2 separate regions of the Zea mays genome follow, and region 2 is linked to region 1. Evidence: chromatin contacts called from public Hi-C data. All regions are on one chromosome and are shown on one strand. The core of a region is the stretch at or near the end of the contact, and the rest is flanking DNA. Distances in the headings are between cores, read along the strand shown. Region 1 has its middle 2.3 kb from the start of LOC103650776. Region 2 holds the start of LOC100217097.

What was found. Hi-C and Micro-C count contacts between places; a contact is called where the count stands out from the background.
Region 2: a contact with region 1 is called in a Hi-C map of ear, with 2.4 times the contacts expected there. The contact joins the promoter of LOC100217097 here to the enhancer-like site in region 1. A contact is called at or near these places in 3 of 25 Hi-C or Micro-C datasets (ear, endosperm and tassel).

Annotation. Positions count from the first base shown.
Region 1 is chr3:155,116,803-155,120,730 of Zm-B73-REFERENCE-NAM-5.0, reverse strand. It overlaps the pseudogene LOC118476812. Among protein-coding and RNA genes, the nearest start is that of LOC103650776, 2.3 kb to the right of the region's middle. Within about 2 kb of position 1,445, at least 15 of the 20 cell types and tissues checked have an H3K27ac peak or open chromatin away from gene starts, as enhancers often do. A contact at or near this core is called in ear and tassel, where this site is marked.
Region 2 is chr3:155,926,210-155,929,771 of Zm-B73-REFERENCE-NAM-5.0, reverse strand. It overlaps LOC100217097, which reads right to left and starts at 2,037. Exons shown (of 8, transcript NM_001143466.2): 1 at 1,665-2,037; 2 at 32-102. The coding sequence starts at 1,713.

The DNA of each region.
Region 1 (3,928 bases), core at 196-2,695:
GCTTGATCAATCTGCTTCTGAAGCTCAGAGAGCAGAATCATCTTCTCTTTTTATTTTTCAACTTGTTGCATGATGGTTTCGAGGTTGTGGATCTCCCGATCAAGCACACCATCTTGTGGTGTCGGGCTGATGGCCTTCCTCTTCTGGTTCCATGCCTCTCGAAGGAGTTCTTCTTATCCTTGGTTGGGATCCAAAGGAGTGAGGACAACATCGGTTGTTGTCGTCTTCTTCAGCGACATGATGAAGCTTGTCGTGGTCCTTGTGAGTTCACCGGAGGTGGGCGCCAATGTTGACCACTTGTTCTTGATTCCTTCAAGTATAAAAAACAAGGCAACATAGTAAGATTAAGCTTCATCTTCATCTTTTAGCCCATCCTTCTTTGGGAAGAAGGTTAAGCAAAAATGAAGATGGGATTAAAGTGAATGAAGAAAGCACTAAATTGAATGAAGAAAGCATGAGGATAAATACAAAGCAAATTACATGAGATATGATCATAAGCCACATAATTGGAACTAGAGATTACATTCATATCTTCGGCTCTCGAGGCTTACAAGGAGAAGGAGGAAATACAACTTTGAAGGTGGAGTTATTTGCTTTTTCCCATCCAGCAAATGTCTCTAATGTATGTCATTGTTCCTCTATTTATATGCTCGAGGTACAACTTCAGTAGAATTACATTCATGACCTCAAGCCTATACATTTGAACTGTTAAACTTAATGAGGGTAATGCTGCATTTTTCCCATGCTATCCCGGTGAGCAAACTCTTGAAAACTTCTCGTAGCTTCATCCAGCTTCGTCGATTGCACATATGCATTACTATCCCGAAGCTTGTGGACTTCATACCCGAGTTTATGGTTGTTTCATCTGGAGATGCTTTCGGTATGATACCTATAATATTTAAAATAGGCTAGGAAACAAATGTCAACTTAGTGTTTTGAGAACTTTCAGAAAAAGAAGACCCCTAATAGCGCATAGATAAATTATTTATCGGAGCTAGTTCAAAACACCAACGATATATTATAAATTATGTATTTTAAAAAAATAAAACAAACCTGCTTATCAATTTTTTAAAGTCGTATACGCGATCTGTATCGTTCCGATATTGTATCAGTATTCGTGCTACATAGCTAGCAAATCATATACCTAGTTTTAGAGGGTAATTGTGGTGGCTCTAGATTAGTTTCAAATATATTTTTATTCTAAATAACGAATAAAATGATTTATGTAAATATATTTTAAAATATTTATAACTTTAGATCCGCAATTTTTTTAGAGATTCAAATAATATGCTCCATGGACAATGCCAGTTCTCCTAGCCAAGGAGGCGATTCCACGCGACCATGCCACAGGAGATCCGGTTGGCTGGTGTTGGGTGCGGGCGGGCACCCGGGCAGGGGCAGGCAGATGGGTGAGCCACCCGACCTGCCCGCTGGATTCGGTTGCTCAGGGTCAGAGAGAACCCGTGGCTTTCCCGGAAATCGACGGGGACTGCATGCACCCATCGTCGGCGTGTGGGGGCGCCGGGCGCGAGCGAGGTCAGTGGATCCACAGCGCAGCACCCCGTCAGGTTCACGGAGCCAGGCGCGTGGACTGTCGTCGGTCACTGGTGTTGGTGGTCGCTGAGGACCAACGGCGGGTGATGGGTGACTGGGTCAAGTGCCTGCCTCCGTGCCTCGGAGTCAGCCAAGGCGGAGATGTTCTTCCTCAGCTTCTGCACACGTGTGGCGTGGCCTCTTGCCACAACGTTTAAACAAACATAGTAGTACAAGTCAATTACCGTAGCCTTTTGGCAACCAGCTTTCAAAGTCCCCGTCGATCGGTTTATTCTTTTTTTAGAAAAAATAAACAAATTATTCTCTTTTTTATCACTACGGAGTACTATAGTACACATAGTACAGCTCATGGAGCCTCAGAGCCAAGTGGGTCTGTCTCGTTGGAAGACGCTTGATGTGTCGATGGTAGTGCATTGGCTTGTTAGTCCCCGAGTCATTGATCCACTTGTCAACGTATAGGAGTGGATTTGGGGCCGTCTGGGCCATGGCCCATGGAGAGGAGGCCCAAGCGGCGGCGGCTCACTCTCTCCCCTAGTAGTAGCCCCCCTCGGGCCTCGGGCCTCGCCGCCAAGCCTCGGATGGTATCGCGGCCAGTCACTCCTCCTTCCTTATCCCTCACAGTCCGTCAATCCATTGAGTGCATGTGCCGAGGAAACTTTGCGGCCGCGCTGCTGCTGGCCAATGCCTCGGCGTCTTCCTTCCACAGCCTCGGCGACCACCACCGCCTCCCCTGCTACAGCAACGGCAAATCTGAGTCCGCCTCCGCGCCCGCCACCTCCATCTCGCAGCCGTGGTCTTCGCCGACTACAAGCACCCACCGGGTGTGCCCACCCCTTTCCCACTCCTCTCTTTGCCGCTCGAAACCGACCGTCCCAACCCAAACCAATGGATCTGACTCAGTCCAGTCATGGTAGCTGTTAACTTGGATTTCTTCTTCTTCAGGGTTTACTACTGGGTCCGCTCCCACTGGGTCTGCGCATTAGAGACCGACAAGACTGGGAAATCCAGAGATGCATTTTTCTACCGATTAGCTGATCGACTCGGCGTTCATTGCCTTTGGGATCACATTGTTCGTGTGTTTCTTCTACGTTGCCGTCGTGTCCAAGTTGCTTCCGCCACATCAAAATGGATTCCTGGCTGCCATCTAACCAAGAGAGATGCTTGTTAAGCATGCACTAAACTAGGTGATCCTTGTGCAACAGCGTACAACCCGTGCAAATTATACAAGAAATTCACGCCTTCTTCGTAATTCTGCAGGTATTACTGTCTGCTTGTGCCGTTGATGCTTCCTGTAATAATCGTGGTTGTCTACCTGCACTGGCTCAGCATGAAGATGTTCAAGCACGCATGAAGCAGTCATGCAGCTTCCTTCCGGTTTCAGAATCCTGGTCAAAATCGAGGTTGGTTTGGTTTAGCTGAAAGTGTCAAGGCAATTTGCTTATATAGAGCCTGCATTTTTTGTTTTTGTTGTCTCCAAGATGTATCTGGATGCGCTTCTTTCAGATGTATATATAAGTTTTTTTTGGGGGTGCCGACAATTGACAATGCAGGTGTTTCATTCAGATGTAGTATATATAATTTAAAGCATGGAAGTGTCATTTTCCCCTAGTGCATGTTGAAAATGGGGATCCTCGACACCCTGATCACCGTTGTGGATGCTGGGGGGGAGAGGGAGTCCAAATGGTGTGAGCAACCAGGGATGGTGGTGCGCAAGTTTGAAGCAATGTGGTTAGATGAGGAAGAGTGTGCCGCCCGAGCTGAGTAGGCATGGATGGGAGTTTCAACCTTTAAGGGAGAGTGACTGGGTGAGGTGAGTATGATGGAAATCCATAAAAAGGTGCTCGGAGAGCTATAGAGATGGGACAACAATGTTCTTGGGAGATTTAGAGAAGAGGATAGGTGAGGTAAAGAGGGAGCTAGAAAATTATAGGAGGAGAACAAGCATATGTCAGGAATAGGTGAACCCGGAGAACATGTCAGGAACATGTGATTCCGTACCTCATGGCTAACCAAAAGAGGGCCGGAGCACGTTCTTCCATGCGTATGCTTCAGACAGGAAAAGGAAGGAATCATGTGAGGAAATTGATTGATGATAGCAGATGGTGAATCTCTTGAAGTTGGGGGCAGGGAACTTTGCGCCGGGTTTTAGGTGCTCCGCAAGCTGGAAACCTTGGCTGTCCAAATGAGTCTGGAATGGGTGGCGCAACTTGGCATGCCAAGAACAAGTTTGGAGACAGATGCAATGCAACAACCTTGGGACTAGCTGCTCGATGGAGGTGTGGACCGAAGCCCAAATGGTTTCTCGTTTATGTTACTATCTAATTCTGTGCATTGTTCAGTCTGTCTGCTCTAGATTACGTAATAGGGTAGCTTA
Region 2 (3,562 bases), core at 788-3,287, 810 kb before region 1:
TTAAGATGGTAAGTCAAGGTTGTTGACAAACCTTAAAAGCAACATATTCGTTGGACTTGTTGGTTAGGCAGACAACACATGAACTTTGTTTCTTCACCTCAACTGAAAACAACACAGAGTTGGGAAAACTGGGTCAGATTTACATTTAAAAATAAAAAAACAAATACAGAGGCCACGGTTTGAAATGAAATGGCAAAACTAGTGAAAACAAACTAATGCATTTTAAAGCACGATTAGAAGTCCAGAACAAAGATGTAGAAATGCAGAAATGTTTCAAAAAAAGAATGCTGAGTTCAGTACAATAACCAAGCTGACCAGCCGAACAATTTTAGGTCTATTTTGTGAGTCCAAAAACCGGAGTGGATTGGAGGGGCTAAGAATTTTAGCCCCTCCAATCCACTCCGGTTTTTGGACTCACAAAATAGCCCTTAATGTTTCAACACGATAGGTTAGGTATCTGCGAGAGACAGTTAGATTTTTCCTGTGAGAGTCACAAAGTCCATTTGATAACGCAGATGTTTGACTAATGTGTTACCTGTATTCACAAAGGCCAGAGCAAAAATAGTGATGGGAAAAATAAAAAAACTCAAGTGCACTTTCTTATAGATCGATCAGTAACATACCATTTCACTACAGGTTCCTCAACTATTACTTTTAGCATACTCATTGTGTCTTTTTCTATTTTTCACATAATAGTGCAACCCAACCTTTTTGAGACAGAATCAGTTACAGCTATGATTGTACTCTGATCCAGGTCCGGCCCAAGCGCAACGCAACACATTTGTAGTTTAGGGATACCAAATAATGTATCATGTTCATAATAAAGCTTACCACACTTTTCCTGTCATCAAGGCCCTTCTCTCAACACAAATTAATATCAGGCGTAGTGTGAGCCGTTAGTGCGCTTTCATTCATGTTAACAAGAGCCAACATCCAAGCAGGTCCTTCCATGCTTCCCTAACACGCTGACACACGCCCCACCAGCAGCAGCAGCCACCGGACTTTTACAACCACTCGCACCACAAAGCCTACCTGTATGTGACCAAACGAACAGAATGGAAGCAACCAACTAAAGTAGTGGGGTGGAAGAAAAGATACAGGCTCTACAGTCGGCACTGCCACACATTACTGACAAAGTAAAGGCTAGGCTTGTTGCCTCGATTTGGGTCTGGATCCTCGAAAATCTGCCGAGAGAGAGATTCTGCGAGGTGATCCTCTAAAGTTCATGGAACCGTTACAACCGAGTCTGAGAAAGCAAGGTGGACGAAACCGTTTGCGTCCCGGATTCACGATGGGGTTTTAGCTTGGCTCCTACTCCATCGAGTACATCGCAGGTTCGGAAACCGATCCCCCAAAGCAAACGCAACAGTACTAGTTCACTCCGCGCCTATGATCATCAATTCAACGCACGCGCAGGAAACCATCAAATCCGCAAAAAAAAAAAACTCGAATCATCAGACAGCGTCATGCATAAACCTTGGCGCCACACACACACACACACGGACGATCCGCGACAGGGGGAGAAAACGTGAGCAAAGCCAACGGAAGACGGAAGCGAAGCAGACAGGCACGCCCCGCAAGCCAAGCACGGCGCCGGCGGCAGCGTCATGTGCGGTTCGTCGGCGTGGGCAGATGAGGCCAGGCGAGCGGGCGCGGGGACTTACATGTGAACTGGAGCTCGCGCGGGTGGATCTCGACGAGGTCCTGCCCCATCGCCGCAGGCCACGAGCAGACGCACCGGCTGCACAACAAGCACGAGCGCTGCCCGCCAGTAATCCCCTGGCGTGGCGTGGCGAGGCGATGCGATGCGAGGCGAGGCGCAACCGAGGCCGAGCCGGCGTGTGGTGCGCTACAAATTAGCAGCGTGTCCCCGTCACGAAGCCTCGGCGTCGCGCGCGACAGGGACCGCCCTCCCAATAGGCAATAGCGGTAGCGGCAGGGGAGGCGTCGGAGTGAAGACGACGGGAGGGAAGAAGGAAAGGGCGGAAGGCGGTCGCTCTCGTCGCACCGCGCCGATTTTGACGAAGTGGTGGGACGGCTGGGCTGGACGGGGTTTGGGAGGGAGTTGGGAGTACCTAGGGGACGCGGAGCGTATCCCAGGTCTGGGCCTGGCTGTGTGGGGCCTCCTTTTTCGCGGTGTGGGGTCCAGCTGACAGAACCTTTTGCAGATTGGTCCCTACGCAGTACGCACTACTCCCACCAGTCCACGTCCACCGCAGTGACACACCCTTCACTTGCTCACGACGGAAGTAGCCCTCGTTCGTAAATCCGCGATAGATTGGGGGTGGGTTTCTGAAGCGAAGGCTGCCAGGTGGACCACGCCGCCTTCACCGCCGTGTCGGCTGGAGGAGCAAAGCATACCAGTGCGGGGACGGGGGATTCGTGCTCGTCAAACGCAAACGGTACGGTGGGTCCAGTAGGGCGGCGCCACCTGGAGAGTGGAGGCTGGACGCGCGCACCGGGTTGGCTGGTCACCGTCAGCCCGGATGCTGCACGTCTGCAAAGGAGAGCTGGCCGGTTCGGATTTGCGGAAGCTGCGGCTTTGCTTTGATTTGATTTGGCCGCGTGCTTGCTCCGGTGGTGGTGATCTTCGTTTCTTGTTGTTTTATTACTGTGTCAAGTTATCTGTGTTGGCAGTTGGCACTTGGCACAGGTAAATGGGGTAGCGACGTGTCAACGTGCAAGGGCGAGCATCTAAGGGCATGTACAGTGGTGTTTAATGTGGGGGCTCTTAAGGTGTTTTAGAGGGTTATTTGCAAAAAAATCTTAGAGCCGTCTCTCCGTGAAGAGACGCCTCTGGCTCGTAAACCAAGTAACAACAGACGCCTCACTTCCTACTGTACGAATTTGTCGTCTGTTCTATCGATCTGATGCTATACAAATACATTTAATTCTGTATTTATTAATAGACTACGTTTATAGACACTCCATTGTACAATAGAGTCTCTTAGTTGTCTCCTCTGCTTGGAGAACCGTTTTGGTGTCTCTCCACTGTACATGCCCTAAGGCATCTCCACTAGTCCCAGAAAAACATGTCCTATATTTTGGTTTAGAGAAACATTAACAAAAAAACTCCTTAAATCAAGTTTCTAAACTTTACAAAGTTCTTATCTGAATCTATTTTCTCCATAAATGTAGCAACAGGGGAGGAATAGTCTCGAAAATCATCCACCCGCCAATTCCATTGGCAAAAAACGAGATATGTGCCACTGGTTCGTGTCCTTTTTATCATTAGGAAGAAAAGAAAAAAAAATAACGATGCATCTAACATCAATCTCTCACCACCCCGCGCGCTGGTTCTTAAAAAGTTTTGTTCAACAATCTCTGGTTCTTGCTTGAAGAGTGCATCAAGCAGTTTTGATTCAGAACTGGGTCGGTAATAAAACAGTTTGGCATTGTGATTCTGATCTAAAAGTAGGTTAGTACACCAGTTTTCTCTGGTTCAAGTCGGTTCATCTTATATATATTAATTTACAGCAGACAATTAGTAATTCTTTATTAGAAGTAAGATGATGTGATTTGGTTTAGCAACTTTGATGATTGACAGCCACCATCTTGGTGT